2 separate regions of the Rattus norvegicus genome follow, and region 2 is linked to region 1. A link is a contact called in public Hi-C data. All regions are on one chromosome and are shown on one strand. Each heading gives the region's core, a stretch centred on a gene start, on an enhancer-like site or on the middle of the called end of the contact. The rest is flanking DNA. Distances are from core to core; before and after follow the strand shown.

The links. A called contact is a pair of places that touch in the nucleus more often than the background predicts.
Region 2: a contact with region 1 is called in a Hi-C map of Schwann cells, with 6 times the contacts expected there. The contact joins the promoter of Padi2 here to the enhancer-like site in region 1. A contact is called at or near these places in 9 of 12 Hi-C or Micro-C datasets (the A7r5 cell line, the Rat2 cell line, Schwann cells and 5 more).

The regions. Positions count from the first base shown.
Region 1 is chr5:158,298,971-158,302,607 of GRCr8, forward strand. Rcc2 (regulator of chromosome condensation 2) reads left to right here. Exons shown (of 14, transcript NM_001427820.1): 14 at 1-1,324. Among named protein-coding and RNA genes, the nearest start is that of Padi6, 20 kb to the right of the region's middle. Within about 2 kb of position 2,226, at least 16 of the 93 cell types and tissues checked have an H3K27ac peak or open chromatin away from gene starts, as enhancers often do. A contact at or near this core is called in Schwann cells, where this site is marked.
Region 2 is chr5:158,489,901-158,493,691 of GRCr8, forward strand. Padi2 (peptidyl arginine deiminase 2) reads left to right here and starts at 2,187. Exons shown (of 16, transcript NM_017226.2): 1 at 2,187-2,338. The coding sequence starts at 2,247.

The DNA.
Region 1 (3,637 bases), core at 976-3,475:
ATGGGGTGGGCAGTTAGAGATTGGTCAGCTAGCAGTCAAATGTGTTCTCAGTCCTCTGTGACCCGCAGTTGCCGCCTTTGCGCTTTGCCTGTCTGCTCCTGCTGTCCCCTCTGCCTGGGATGGCCACCCTATCCTGAGACTTGGCCATTGTTCTCCCAGCCTCAGTGTTCTCTGGCCGCTGCTTGCGTTTGCTTGGCTCTGGTACCAAATAGTTGGGATTCCTGATGAAATTCCCTGCCCTGCGTGTCAGTTCAGACTGTCACCACATCCCCACAAGTGCCCTCTGCCGAGCCCATCCTGGCATTGACTTTGTGGCTGAGTTCCAAGGTGCCTTTCCCGGATCCTCCTCACTGGGCCCGAGTATGACGGCAGCTCGGGCTGGGGCCTTGGTTTCCGGAGGGTCTGGGCTGGTTTGACTGCTTTAACTAGGATTAGTTCGGTGGTGCTTGGGGGAAGGGGGCTAAGGATCCAAGTGTGAGGTGGGGTGGATGGGAAAGTCAAGATTCTGGCCTTGAGATTCATGGTTTTGCTTTTGCTGTTGTGACGCTCGTCTCTGTGTTAAAATGCCAAAAATGACCTGGTCTGTTGCTTCCCCTGCCCCAATGCTGCACAGCAGCTTCTGGCTTTGCAAGGTGTCTGTCTCGGCCAGTGACCCGGCCTGCCGGAAAGGGTCCGCGTTCTCTCTGTCTCCCGTCACATGTCCAACTCTAGTCCAGAGACAGCTTCTGTAGTGGCAGAGCTTCTGCAAAACTAACCTGCTTTGCCCAGGTCACCCTAGACATCACCCCTGCCACTGACACCGGTCACTGCCACGTGCGGGACCGGAGCCTTTCCTGGTCTCTGTCTGGCGTGTGCTGTTCAGGGTCTGCTCCTTCTGTCCTGGGGGTCTCCTGGAGTTAGTCGTGTGGTCACCAAGAGGATTGAGGACACAGTAGCCCTGAGCTGAACTAGGCTCATCTTCCAGGGAGCAAACCTAAAGCCAGCAGTCAGTCCCCTTGGCTGGAGCCCTGCAGTGGGTGAGCAGAAAGTGTCTTATGGGTAGAGAGTCCTGTGCCTGGCCACAGCCCCCCTCCCTTCAGGCTAAAATTCTCACCTGAGCTTTCCCACCAGAAACTCAAGGTGGGAAGCCCTGGGTAGGAACCATTCTGGCCTCCCAGGGGCTCTGAAATTTTCTGGTCATCGAGAAAGCGTAGCGCAGAGGGAGTGGACGAGGATGGGATTCGGTCGAAGGTGCCTGGTTTAGTGCTGTTATTGTCTAATTTTTTTTTATATCTATATTTCTTGGAGTAAACATTTTAAATAAACGGCGTCATTGTTTACTCTGCCTTGGCTTTCGTGTTTCCTCTTCAGTAGCATGGAGCGCGTCCCCAGCCCTTTCTGTGCACATGCCTCAAATGTGACCAAGAGGGTGAAGGCAACCCCCGGAGAGCTTCATGCTGGCCTAGGAAGGTGCACAGAGCCATGACCAGCCGATGGGATAGAGGCCCAGGGCTTCCCAACTAGCGTTGGACACAGCCCCGAAACACTCATGGTCCCAGCTTAGGAGCTGGTTTTGGTTTTTGTGGTTGGCCCACAAAATCTCATGTAGCCCAGGCTGGCCGCCTGCCTCCGCTTTCCCAGTACCCAGCATTGTTCAGCCCTAGGTTAAGCATTGCTAACCGGGGCTGGTTGACATTCCTCGACTTGCACTTCAGTACCTGGGCAGTTAAAGGAGTACCAACTAACCCACAGTGCTAATCCGGCTACAGCCCAGCCCCATGATACTTGTAGTTTAATGTGGTTCTAGTTCTCTGCGTCTGAAGTTTCTTCCCCTCTGACCCTCTCCTCCTGGCTGGGGGAAACACGGGAGATTCTTGACCTAAGCATTACAGTGCCATGTCTGGATTGAAACGGATGGGAGGGCAGAGAAGTCAGCGTGTGGACAAAACAAGGATAACCTTTACACAGTGCACAAACGCATGCTTGCAGCCTGAGTCATCCCACCCACTTAAATGTAATCCTAACCTAAGGCACTGAGACTTGGGCTCTGTTGGGGTTTGGTTCTGGATGAACAAGCTTTCTCACGCTTGGTCTGCCCAGCTCTATGAGCAGTCTGTTGGGATGCAGTCCTACCATGAGCCAGGAGCATTTGCAATCACATTCACAGCCTCCAAACTTCTTGCAGGATCCGAGGGCCTGGCCTCTTCATCTTGGTTAATTGCCCACCAGGGGGCACTGTGAGATTAGTTAGCCTTTTATTTTCTGCCACGCACTGGTGGTTGGACTGATGTCTCTGGGGCTACTGTGCATCCCGCTGTCATTTCCTGTAACACACACTAATACTCCTGACATCGGATCATTGTTCCTTCCTGTTCTGTAGAGGGAAATAAGTTGAAGACGGTAGGCTTGGTCACAGGGAAGGGGCCTGGTGGGCAGACCTATCCTGAGAGGTTCCAGGTGCTTTGCCCTGGTCACCTTCTGGGTGTGGCCTTTGGGAGGTTTACTGCAGAGCTGAAGAGAACCCATACTTTGTACAGCAGTGGCTCTCAACCTTCCTAATGCCGAGACCCTTCAATACAGTTCCTGGGATGACCCCCAACCGTAAAATTACCTCCATGGCTGCCTCATTCAGCCTCCAGGGGGTTGGGACCCACAGGCTGAGGATCACTGTTTAAACGCTGTCCTTTCAAGTGCTGGGTCCTGCTAGTTGTTGGAGCTGTGTCTGAAGAGCCAGCAGCCTCCCTAGCTGATCCTTAGGATGGGAGGGGTGGCGGGGGTGATGATCTGCCCTCCCATGCTTACCCCTGTTGGCAAGTAGGTGCTGTGCGGTCATACAAGACTTGTTCCCAGTGGACTAGTGTTGGCGAGGCCCAAGGCACAGCCTTATCCAGTCACTGGACTGAGGGACCATAGATTCGGGGTCAGCAGGGGTAGGCAGAGCAGGGGCCGTGATCTCCATGTTTAAAGATCTCTCTCTCTCTCTCACACACGCGCACACACACACACACACACACACACACACACACACACACACACACACACAGGGTTGCTTTCATACACAGCTAGCTGTACCATGTGTCATGGACTCCTGGAGACCAGAAGTTGGAGAAGCCCTGTTGTGGTTGTTTATAAATCCGCTCTAATCTCCCTGGCAGATAACGAGGAGTCCCCTCCCCCCCCCCCCCCCCCGATACTCTAGATTCTAGAATAAAAACCACAGCCTTCTATTTTAATGTGCCTTAAACAGCTCAATGGCTGGGCACTTCTAAACTTCCCCATGGCTAACACACTCTCCCCTCTGACATTCCTAAAATTACTTTCTAAAAACCTATATTCCTTCTCGGCTGCCCAGGACCCAGGCCTATAGGCCCCCCTGGACCACAGTCCCTGATTCTCACGTGTTGGCTGGCTGTCTTGTATTTCTCATACCTGATCCTTCTGCTTGTTCTAAATCCTTCCCTGGGTTCCCTTGACCACCAAAACTGAAGTCCTGTCTCTGTCTCCCTGCCTAGCCATTGGCAGCTGACAACTTTATTTGCCAGTCAGAACCAGCTGGGGACAGGGACCCTCGGTGTCTTTTTTTTTTTTTTTTTTTTTTTGGTTCTTTTTTCGGAGCTGGGGACCGAACCCAGGGCCTTGTGCTTCCTAGGCAAGCGCT
Region 2 (3,791 bases), core at 937-3,436, 190 kb after region 1:
TGATGGGAGTTGTATGGGAGGAGGGGTCCAGGATGGTGAGTGCTGGGAACTGGCTTTTGTTGTCACCTCCCAAAAGGCACTGAGAGATGCCATGCGGATTTTCTAGGCTCCATGAGAGCAGCAGGGGCAGCCGTGATGTGCGAGACCTCCGGCCCTCAATCCACCAACAGCTGTGACCACTTCTGCTATTTTAAACCCTTGGGCTCTGAAAGCTCCTATCCCACCAAGCCAGGCACCGGGGTGAGCCAGAACCAGGTCAGAGGCCTGAGTGTGGGTGCCAAGAGAGGGGCAAGTTACATAAGGGGAGGGGCTTTGTATCCTGAGCCTTGGACCAGACTCTGCCAGCGTTTTCGGAATATTGTCTCGTTTAATATCAGTTTGCATCTTCCATTATGCTGCGAGATTACCTATGTGCTTCCCAGAGGCAGGGCGAGCCACCCTCACCCACGGATCCCCGCCCAGGTTCCTGCTCTGCCGCTGTCAGGAGCTGTGCACGCCTAGGTTAGTTCTTCACCCTCTCTGTGCTCTCTTTCTTCATCTCCAGGGTTCCTGGGAAGATAAAATAATTTAACTCTAACACTTTGGGAACTATAGCTTGGGTGCAGTGTGGGGCACCGAAACCGCATACGTCATGAGTGCACACCTTCTTCCTGCCCAGCTGGGTAACCAGAGCCGTTGCCTGACAGCACAGCCCTGGCTCTGTTGGGACTCCCTTGGTTGAGAAGAGACGCGTTCTTGTTCCACACGGGACCCCTCTTACTTGGTGAAAGTGGGACTGTTCTGCCCCTGTTGGAGGTGTAGCTTGCGTGCACAGGGTACTCAGACCCAAGCCTACCCACCTCTGCAGGGGTTTCCAGTCTAGTGCCTCTTGGAGTCTTTCCCACATGCTGCCTCCTGATTGGAGAACGCTCTCCCAGGGACCAATCAGAAGTTACCAGCTTCTCCCAGGATCTGAACCCCAAGCCTTTCAGGAGACAATGACCCCTCTGGCTGGGATTCTGGCCCTCTCACTTCTCCACCCACATTCCCCCTAGATCCCTGATACCCAGGGACAGCTGGGGTCCTTACCACCTCCTAATTTGGGCATCTGGAGGAGAAGGATAGAATGGGGACTGACTGGGCATTCCTGGGCATACATATGAGCAATGCGATTAATTCTGTGAGCCCTTTGCAGTGCGCCCTTTGCCGGGTCTCCCATCAGTCTCCCTCCCTCTCCAATACGCATCCCCCACCCCGCCCTTCAGTTTCCATCCCCATGACCAAAAAGTCACTTCCTCAAACGCTGCCGTTTTCTGTATAGCACCAGCCCTGGGTTCAGAGAGAAAAGGCCTGTGGATGGGGTTCAGGGTGCTTCAGACCCCAGTCCCGCCACTAGATGTTACGGTGCACCTTGGCCTTCCAGGACCATACACTGACCTCTACCATGGCACGCTTTTTGGTGCCTCAGGCTGGAGCCCTAATCCTCTGCCCCGTCAGCCACCCGGAGCCATCCAAATCTCCATCCATAAACACCGCTCAGATCAGTCCTCTCCTCTCCAGCCCTCTCACGCCCCATCCGGGGTCTTCACTCCTGGCTCGAGCTCAGAGCTCACCGTTGTCTGGTACAGCCAGAATGCATTCCCAGACAACCCCTTTCCAGGTTCATGCTGTCGCTCTCATGCCTGGGCTTAGCATTCTGGCCCTTGCCAGGGACACGGTTCCCCCGACTCCACCCCACTCCCTATTTCCCATAGCAATGTGGATCTAATGTGGGGATTTCCAGCTTCGCGAAGGTGTTCAGGAGGCTCCTCTCCAGCCCCTGGTATTGGCAAGATCTTTAAGAAGCCTCAGAAGTTTCCTGAGAAGCATCCCCTGGCCCCAGATTGGCTTTGGTTGCCACCCACTCACTCCTGCCCTGTCCCTTCGCCTACTCCTGCTCCCATTTTCTGCCCCTCCGAGCTGGAGGGGAGGGGGAGTCCAGAAAGGGGAATTTATTGAACAAAAGAATGAACAAGCCAAACATGGAAAGCAGGAATTGACAACTTGCGGGCAGAGGCGCTTGGAGGGCGGAGCCAGGCTAGACGGACGGGCTCGCAGGTCCACTCCAAGAAGCGTCCGGCGGACAGCCACGCCCACGCCCCGCCCCTCGGCTGCAGCTTAAGGCCGCCGGCTGCTCAGCGGCGGGCGCAGGCGCAGCGGAGGGCTCACCTGTAGCAGGTGCTCATTCCCGGGAGCAGCGCGGACTGCAGCCGCCTCTGCGGGGAAAGATGCTGCGGGAGCGGACCGTACGGCTGCAATACGGGAGCCGCGTGGAGGCGGTGTACGTGCTGGGCACGCAGCTCTGGACCGATGTCTACAGGTGAGCCGAGACAGCGAGTCACCCTCTCACCTACTCTTCCCAAGCCCTGGGTCCCTGGACCTGGCTCAGGTATCCCGGTTGTCTCTCAATTCGAGATCCTCGAGAATCCAGAGGCCAGTATCCAATTCCATGCAATGAGACCCCTCTAAGACACCCAGTCACAGCCCCTTCTCTGAGATTGCTCCCTAAACCTAGCCTTCCCATGCCTGGTCTCTCCAGCCCTTCTCCTGGGTGACCTCAGCACACATAGGCTCTCTGTAACACGCCCCTTTCACTACCCCCACCCCTTCTTGGCTCGCCTTTTACCCTAGCCCACTCTCCTCCACCAGTGGACTTCCTATGCCCTGCAAGCAGAAACACTCTGGGATGTTCTAGGGACTGGCTCGCCCAAAGGGGGAGCTGCCCACGTGGAATCTGGCCTGGTACTTATCCGATTTCACCCTCCAGGGGGTTGCTGGTGATTGCCTGTCCCCAGGCACTGGCTGTGAGCTGTGTCCCCAAATGCCTTTCCTGACTTCATCCTGAGATCAGAGAGGGGTCACTTTCCACCCACTGTGGCCCTGGGAGCCAGGATCTGTTCCTCCCCATCTTCTCTGTCCACACGCTCGATGTGGGTTAGGGTAGCTGAGACAGCAGGGAGAAGGAATGGTGCTGTATCCCACCCCCAAGGAAACGGGTAGGGTGTAGTGTGGGACCTCAGCAAGGTGCTGTGGGGAAGGAGTGGTGTGAGCAGTCTGAGAAGCCACACTGAGACGGCTCTCCGCTCCGAGCACTCTAAGTGTTCTCCCTTGGGGGTGGGGTGGGGGGCTTCGTGCTGGTGGGAGGGGCATGGGGGATTTTAGGTGAGACCCTGTGCTGATGACCTGGGTCCGTACAACCTCTTATCTATTTTGTTCCGAAATCATTCTGACTCTAAGGCACCTGACTCTCCCTAGCCTTCCAAAGCCCACCTGAGCGTCTCTCATGCTCTCCCTGCCCACTTTCCAGCTCCTTCCCAATGGCACAGCCACTTCTACAGGAGGCCCTGGCCCTGCTGGTCCCAGCAAGCCTGAGATGGGACCCCTCTCTGCTCCTATAGCCCTTAGGCCTCAGCCCTGGCCTCCACTTCACCTGGGCCTGGATTTCAGTGGTCCTTCATATAGACCCCAAAGCAGGACTGGATGGGCCCTAGGGTCTGTAACATAGCCGTGGAGTATGGTCTGGGCACCAGTAGCCTGGGAGAGTGCCCATCTCCCCCCCTCCCAGCTCTGAATTGGGTGCTGCCAAGGGGTAAGCCAGGATCCAGGGTGCTCAGGTCCCTAAGCCACAGCTGTCACCATGCCTGTCTGCTTGCCTGCCGGGGGACCGTGGGAACTGTCTGAAAGACTGACATGCTGCCTCTGCTGGGAGCTAAGGAACAAAGGGGGTCTGAGCTTAAGTCCTTGTCCTTGCTCCACCTTAGCAGAGAGAGGCC